2 separate regions of the Mus musculus genome follow, and region 1 is linked to region 2. A link is a contact called in public Hi-C data. All regions are on one chromosome and are shown on one strand. Each heading gives the region's core, a stretch centred on a gene start, on an enhancer-like site or on the middle of the called end of the contact. The rest is flanking DNA. Distances are from core to core; before and after follow the strand shown. Region 1 has its middle 31 kb from the start of Ctsl. Region 2 overlaps Habp4 (hyaluronic acid binding protein 4).

Region 1 (3,051 bases), core at 362-2,861, 220 kb after region 2:
TGGCTGTCCTGGAACTCACTTTGTAGACCAGGCTGGCCTCGAACTCAGAAATCCGCCTGCCTCTGTCTCCCAAGTGCTGGGATTAAAGGCGTGCGCCATCACGCCCGGCAGGATAGCCTTTTAGATAGGATGTGGTGGTGCACATTAATTTTAGAACCCGGGAGGTAGAGGCAGGTAGATTTATGTATGTGTATACAGTGAGTTCCAGGCCAGGAGGATCAGGAATTCAAGGTCCTCTTCTGTTACACAGGATCAGCCTGTAACCATATTCCCATCAGAAGAGAAGATATTTTAAAGAAAGACACTTGAGGTACTAGGCTACTAAAACATTGAACCTCAAAGAGTTAATGAATGGCTGAAGTCCTGGAGTCAGTCAGAGGAGGAACTTGCCTCTCAGGAAGGAAGTTCACACACTTATCAGACTACCTTGGAGAGACTGGAGCCGAGACAATCATAGGCAAGAATGCTTGACCAAGACTGCTGAGTTGCGTATCTTCTCTTGGTCTGTTTAAATCTAACCACCATGTTGGTGCCCCAAGATGGACATTTTTGTTTCTTCCCAACGTGACTTTCCATGTTGAATACATGTGAAAAGCCATGTCTGAGGCATGATCCTGGTGTTGGGGAAACAGAGACGGGAGGACTTCAGAGGGCTTGAGCCGCAGAGTCAGCGAGAGTCACAGTCTCAGAAAATAAAATCAATATAATAGAGGAGGTACAGATGACATATACACACACAAATAAAATCAGTTCCAAAAAGGATGCTTATATATAATTTATATACCTTTTTGTTTTTAGAACCTCTGGGAAAAAAAGGCATGTAACATGAAAAGGGAAGGCGTCTCTAGCTGCTTCTAGAATTTCGAAGTTCATCACTATTGAGTGTGAGACCCTCAGAGGCTAATAAGTTTAGGGCTGTAGGTCAGCAGTCCAGCAATTGCCTGGCAGCCACAAGATCCCTCTCACCTCACCATGGGGGTGCGTGGGGTGGGGGGAGGAAAGATTGATAATCTTGTGGTCTATAAACTTGATTTTCAGTGGGTTTATCTGGACTCCAGAAATAACAAGCGTACTGGGCTTGGGAAAGCTTTGGTTACCACCTGAGCTTGGTATACAGTTGTGGGGTTCTGCTCGATTGAAGCTTGGTGGTTATAGCAGGAGCTGAGGGTGTTTGTGAGGGGAACTCCTCCTGATTCTGGCATTCTGATTGCCTGGATGGGAGCCTCCCCTGGAACATGATACTGTTTGCTGTTGGCTATTTCAGCTTCAGCACAAAGTGTATGACGAAAGTCAAGGCAAGCCAGTTTTGATAAACAAAACTCCAACTTTGATCCTAAAGATGGAGAAGCAGCCTGACGGAGTCTTTGCATAAATGCTGGGGGTGGGGGTGGAGCGGGGTGGGGGCACTGTGTGAGTTATACACAGACGCCCACAAGAGAGGGCTTGTTTTCTAATGGAGCCTTCTGCTTCAGGCGTCTCATTCCACTGGTACAAAAACTAGTTGCATTCCTTTCTTGTGATGTCTGCCAAAATTCACAAGTTCAGGCGGGTGCTTCATGGGACCATGAGCACCCCACTCATTCCTGGCAGACTGGACTCCTGACCTCATTTTGAGATGGCTCAATGAAGTCTGTTATTTCTAGCTCTCCAGATTGGCCCCAGTTTGCAACAACAGACTTAGAGGGACTGTACTTTCCTTCTGGGACACTCCACACAATGGTAAAACAAGTTGTTCTTTGCAATGATATTAACCCTAAAAAATATTTTTTTTTCTAAGCTGCTGTCTGCATGAGCCACTAGAAAGAAAGAATGGGAGGTTTTTTGTTTTTTGTTTTGTTTTGTTTTGTTTTGTTTTTTATAAGTCAGGATATTCATCCTGTCCATCCTGGAACATGATGTGCTTAGTGAAGTTGTGTAAAATGTTTTCTGGTAACAATCCTCTTATAAAGTCTCTTCTTAGCTGGGAGGTGGTGGCACACACTTTTAATTCCAGCACTCAGGAGACAGAGGCAGGTAGATCCCTCTGAGTTGAGGTCAGCCTGGTCTACAGAGTGAGTTCCAGGACAGCCAAGGCTATACAGAGAAATCCTGTTTCAAAACAACAAAACAACAACAACCTTTTCCAGATGAAATATCTGAGCAGTAATTGGTGGTGAATTTAAAATACAGAACTATGACTGGTAAAAAAACATCCAGCGATTTTTTTTCAGTCACAGGAGGAGACAAAACACCCCACAGAGTAGCGATTATCACAGTGTTTTTCAAAACTGTTCTAGAAGGTGCTTCCCTCTTCTTGAGGAAACCTCTCGGTAGCCTCTTCCAGTTGGGAGGATGTTTTGAATTAAAACTGACCCAGAAACCAGATCACAGCCCACAGTGCTGACTCTAGCAGAGAAAGCGGGGTAGAGCAGAAGTTAAAAGCCAAGAAGGCAAATTCAGTTCAGGGAACTGTTGCAATGAGGGAAACGGGAACTCTGTGTAGAAAGAGCTCCTTTCTTAGACACCAGTGCAAATTAGGATTTGTGGTCTGGACTGGGAGGGGTCAGTGGATGGGGTATTCTGAGTAAATTGACTTAGCAGTATTTGTAAATTAGCAGGCCAAGGTCCAAGGACAGAGTTGACTTTGGGACTATAACAATTTAGAGAGTCTCAATAGTTAGAGCAAGGACATAGTATTTTCTGGAGGCACTTCTGTAGGAGTGGCTGATGATTATCACCCAGACTCAGTTTTTTAGCCTTTGGATAATACTTATTCCAGCCATCTGGGACCACATCCAGGTATTTGGGAACCTTGATGTGATCCAAGTGTCTAAAACACCGTTGAAGGTGGAAATCGTGTTCAGGAGTCTTGCTTGGCAGCTTGGGGACCTGGAGGAAGGGTAGACCTTGCGGAGGCAAGCAGTTTAACTGAAGCAAAGATAAACAGCTGTAGGGGGTTTCCGCACAAACAGGCTATGGTAAGCCAGCTGAGACATCCTGACCTGATCCTGAGTTCCTAGAACTGGATAATTTTCCATGGGATTCTCCATTAAGGAGATCAAAATCTAGTGA
Region 2 (2,700 bases), core at 89-2,588:
TTGAGGAGTACATGTCAAACCTGTGGTTGTCAGGAATAGAGACTTGGTGCCCACTTAGCCATCTTGCTGGCCTGCCGCTTGGCATTCTTGTTTCTGTTCAAGCTTCATCAAGGATGATGGAAAGGACTAGAACTTGGCATGTGCACAGTCAGGTACTACACATTCTCTGGAAGCCTTGAAAGTCTGGTCTCTCAGTGAAAGAGGCACAGAGGAGATGTTTTGAACATTACTGGCTCTGCCTTTTGATGATCAGAATGCAATCCTCTCAGGTCCTTTGGTTTTAGACTTTAGTGTGTCACCTGGTCTGGTATTAAAACTATCCTCCTGCTTCAGCACCCTGAGCTGTGCACCACCATGAGTGCTTATCTTCCAATGGGTCAGTTGATCAGTTGAAGCAATAGCTGGGAACATAAGTTCTGTGATCCCTTTGTACAGTATTTTAATAGCCCTGCTTCCTCTGCCCAGCTCTAGAAACAAAAGAGAAGCCCCTGGCCTGCTGATAGCACGGTCAGACACCATTCCACAACCAGCTGTCCTGAAGGCATTATTAAGGACTTCAGTGTTGTGCAGACCTTATTGTTCTGCATGGTTTCTATACAGCTCTATCCCTGTGTGTGTACACGTGTGCCTGTCACTCTCCACTTTTATTTTCCGAGACAAGATCTCAGTGAACCTGGGCCTCACCAATGCAACTAGACTGGCTAGTGAGCTCCAAGAAGACTGTCTTTGCCTCCCTGGTGCTGCAGCTATAGATGTGCCCTGCCACAGTCAGCTTTTTGATTGAGTGTTGGGCATATAAACTCAAGTCCCTATGCAAGCACGTTACCAACGTGGTTCTGTTTCCAGAGACCAACATCAGACTTTTTACCAGATGCCTGAACCGAGATATTCCAGGGAAAAGCATCAGTCATTTAATTGCATTTGTTTGTTTGTTGCTGAAGTTAAAGGAACTCTGAAGCACCCGGGTGTAGAATGTAAGAATTCCTGTTGTCAGTCACAGCATGAAACCATGCAGATGGCTGTGATGAACAGTCGTCTTCCCTGCTGGATATTACTCCCTGACTTGCAGTCAGAAGTTTGTTAGATTTCTAGCACTGTTGAAAAATGCCTGAGGTCATTTATAGTGAGAAAAGCTTTGGTTCAGCCTCAGGTTGTGTGGCCCAGTGGCTTTGGGCCTGTCACATCAAAAATGCAAACAGATGGCAGAAAACCTTATTTGCTTGCCAGACTGTGGCCCAAAACCAGCCACGTGTCCAAGTGTCTCTATCCAGAACACAGCCTCTATCATGCCTCACCTCTTTACGATTGCACCACCCGCCAAGACCATCACTATGGGTCCTTTGAGATCCACATCATGGCAGTTTCCAGGTGCACTTTGGTCAGTCATGACTGGTGACACAGCATACTCACTGTCCTCTATTTGGTCAGTTCAAAGTCTAAGACACATTACTAACACGTTTTGGGATGTTCCACCAGAGACAGGATAAAGCTTCCTGTGAAACCACTGTGCCATCAGGCTGGGAAACAGGTAAAAATAGAAGCCAGTTCCTCAAACCACATCAGATCCATCTTCCTGGCTCCAGAGATCTATTGGAATATTTGAGGTAACCAAGTTAGCTGAGTCACCGAGCTTCATTAGTTTGGTTTCAATAAAGTGAATGTCTTTATGTTAATCTTCTGGTCATTGCAGAATTTAGCCAGGGATTGTTCTTAAAAAGCATGAGCCAAATCTTTTGTGGTTTTGTTTTTTCAAGACGGGGTATCTCTGTATAGTCCTGCTTGTCCTGGAACTCACTCTGTAGACCAAGCTGGACTCATAAACTCAGAGATTCACCTACCTCAGTCTCCTAAATGTTGGGACTAAAGGCGCGAGCCACCGCATCCAGCAGGACTTACTTCTACCTGAATAGACTAACTAGGATCTGATGCATATATTCCCGGTGCTTGGGACCCTGAGTGCAAGATCGCCAAAGTTTCATGCCAGTCTGAAGTATTGTTTTGCTTGTGTTAGACAGTGTCTTAGTGTTCAGGGCTGGGACACATCCAGGGTCTTCCTAGTCCACAGGGTCACACAGACCACCAGGGCAGCACATTAAAAATGTGCATCTGTGGAGATGGCTGCGCCTGTGCCCGTCTGACCCTATAACTCTTTCAGATGGTGAAGGAGGACTATGAGGATGAGTCTCACGTCTTCCGGAAAGCTGCCAATGACATCACATCCCAGCTGGAGATTAACTTTGGTAACCTCCCTCGCCCTGGTCGGGGAGCCAGAGGCAGCACCCGGGGAGGCCGAGGGAGAATGAGAAGAACAGAGAACTATGGCCCCCGTGCAGAAGTGGTGGTAAGTGGCTGTATTGTAAATCCCTGACGGCTTGCTGAAGGAGAGGGCAACTGCTTTGGGCTACAGTGGTCTGATTTTGTGGTTGCCTCCTAGAGTCTGATCTGGAGCAATTTTGAACAGTGTCACTTTACTGACATAATCACAATTCTCTCAGGCGGGCCACGGGTGTCACATCTGCCTGTCACGCTGAGGCTCATGGCAGAGAGAGCTCTTTCCAGAAAAACCTTGCTTAACACTGGACTTCTATGACTTAAATTCCCCACTTCATGTCTTTACCTAAAACACTAGCTCTCCGTGAGAAGCTGTGTGACTTCATCCTTTGCTTACCTTGGTGGGTACCTCGCATGTAATAAACAGTT

Evidence for each region. A called contact is a pair of places that touch in the nucleus more often than the background predicts.
Region 1: a contact with region 2 is called in a Hi-C map of liver, with 9 times the contacts expected there. The contact joins two enhancer-like sites. A contact is called at or near these places in 2 of 484 Hi-C or Micro-C datasets (embryonic stem cells and liver) and 1 of 9 other capture datasets (liver).

What each region holds. Positions count from the first base shown.
Region 1 is chr13:64,399,705-64,402,755 of GRCm38.p6, forward strand. No RefSeq gene overlaps it. Among named protein-coding and RNA genes, the nearest start is that of Ctsl, 31 kb to the left of the region's middle. Within about 2 kb of position 1,612, at least 135 of the 459 cell types and tissues checked have an H3K27ac peak or open chromatin away from gene starts, as enhancers often do. A contact at or near this core is called in liver, where this site is marked.
Region 2 is chr13:64,182,418-64,185,117 of GRCm38.p6, forward strand. It overlaps Habp4 (hyaluronic acid binding protein 4), which reads left to right. Exons shown (of 8, transcript NM_019986.3): 7 at 2,156-2,341. Among named protein-coding and RNA genes, the nearest start is that of Habp4, 22 kb to the left of the region's middle. Within about 2 kb of position 1,339, at least 7 of the 459 cell types and tissues checked have an H3K27ac peak or open chromatin away from gene starts, as enhancers often do. A contact at or near this core is called in liver, where this site is marked.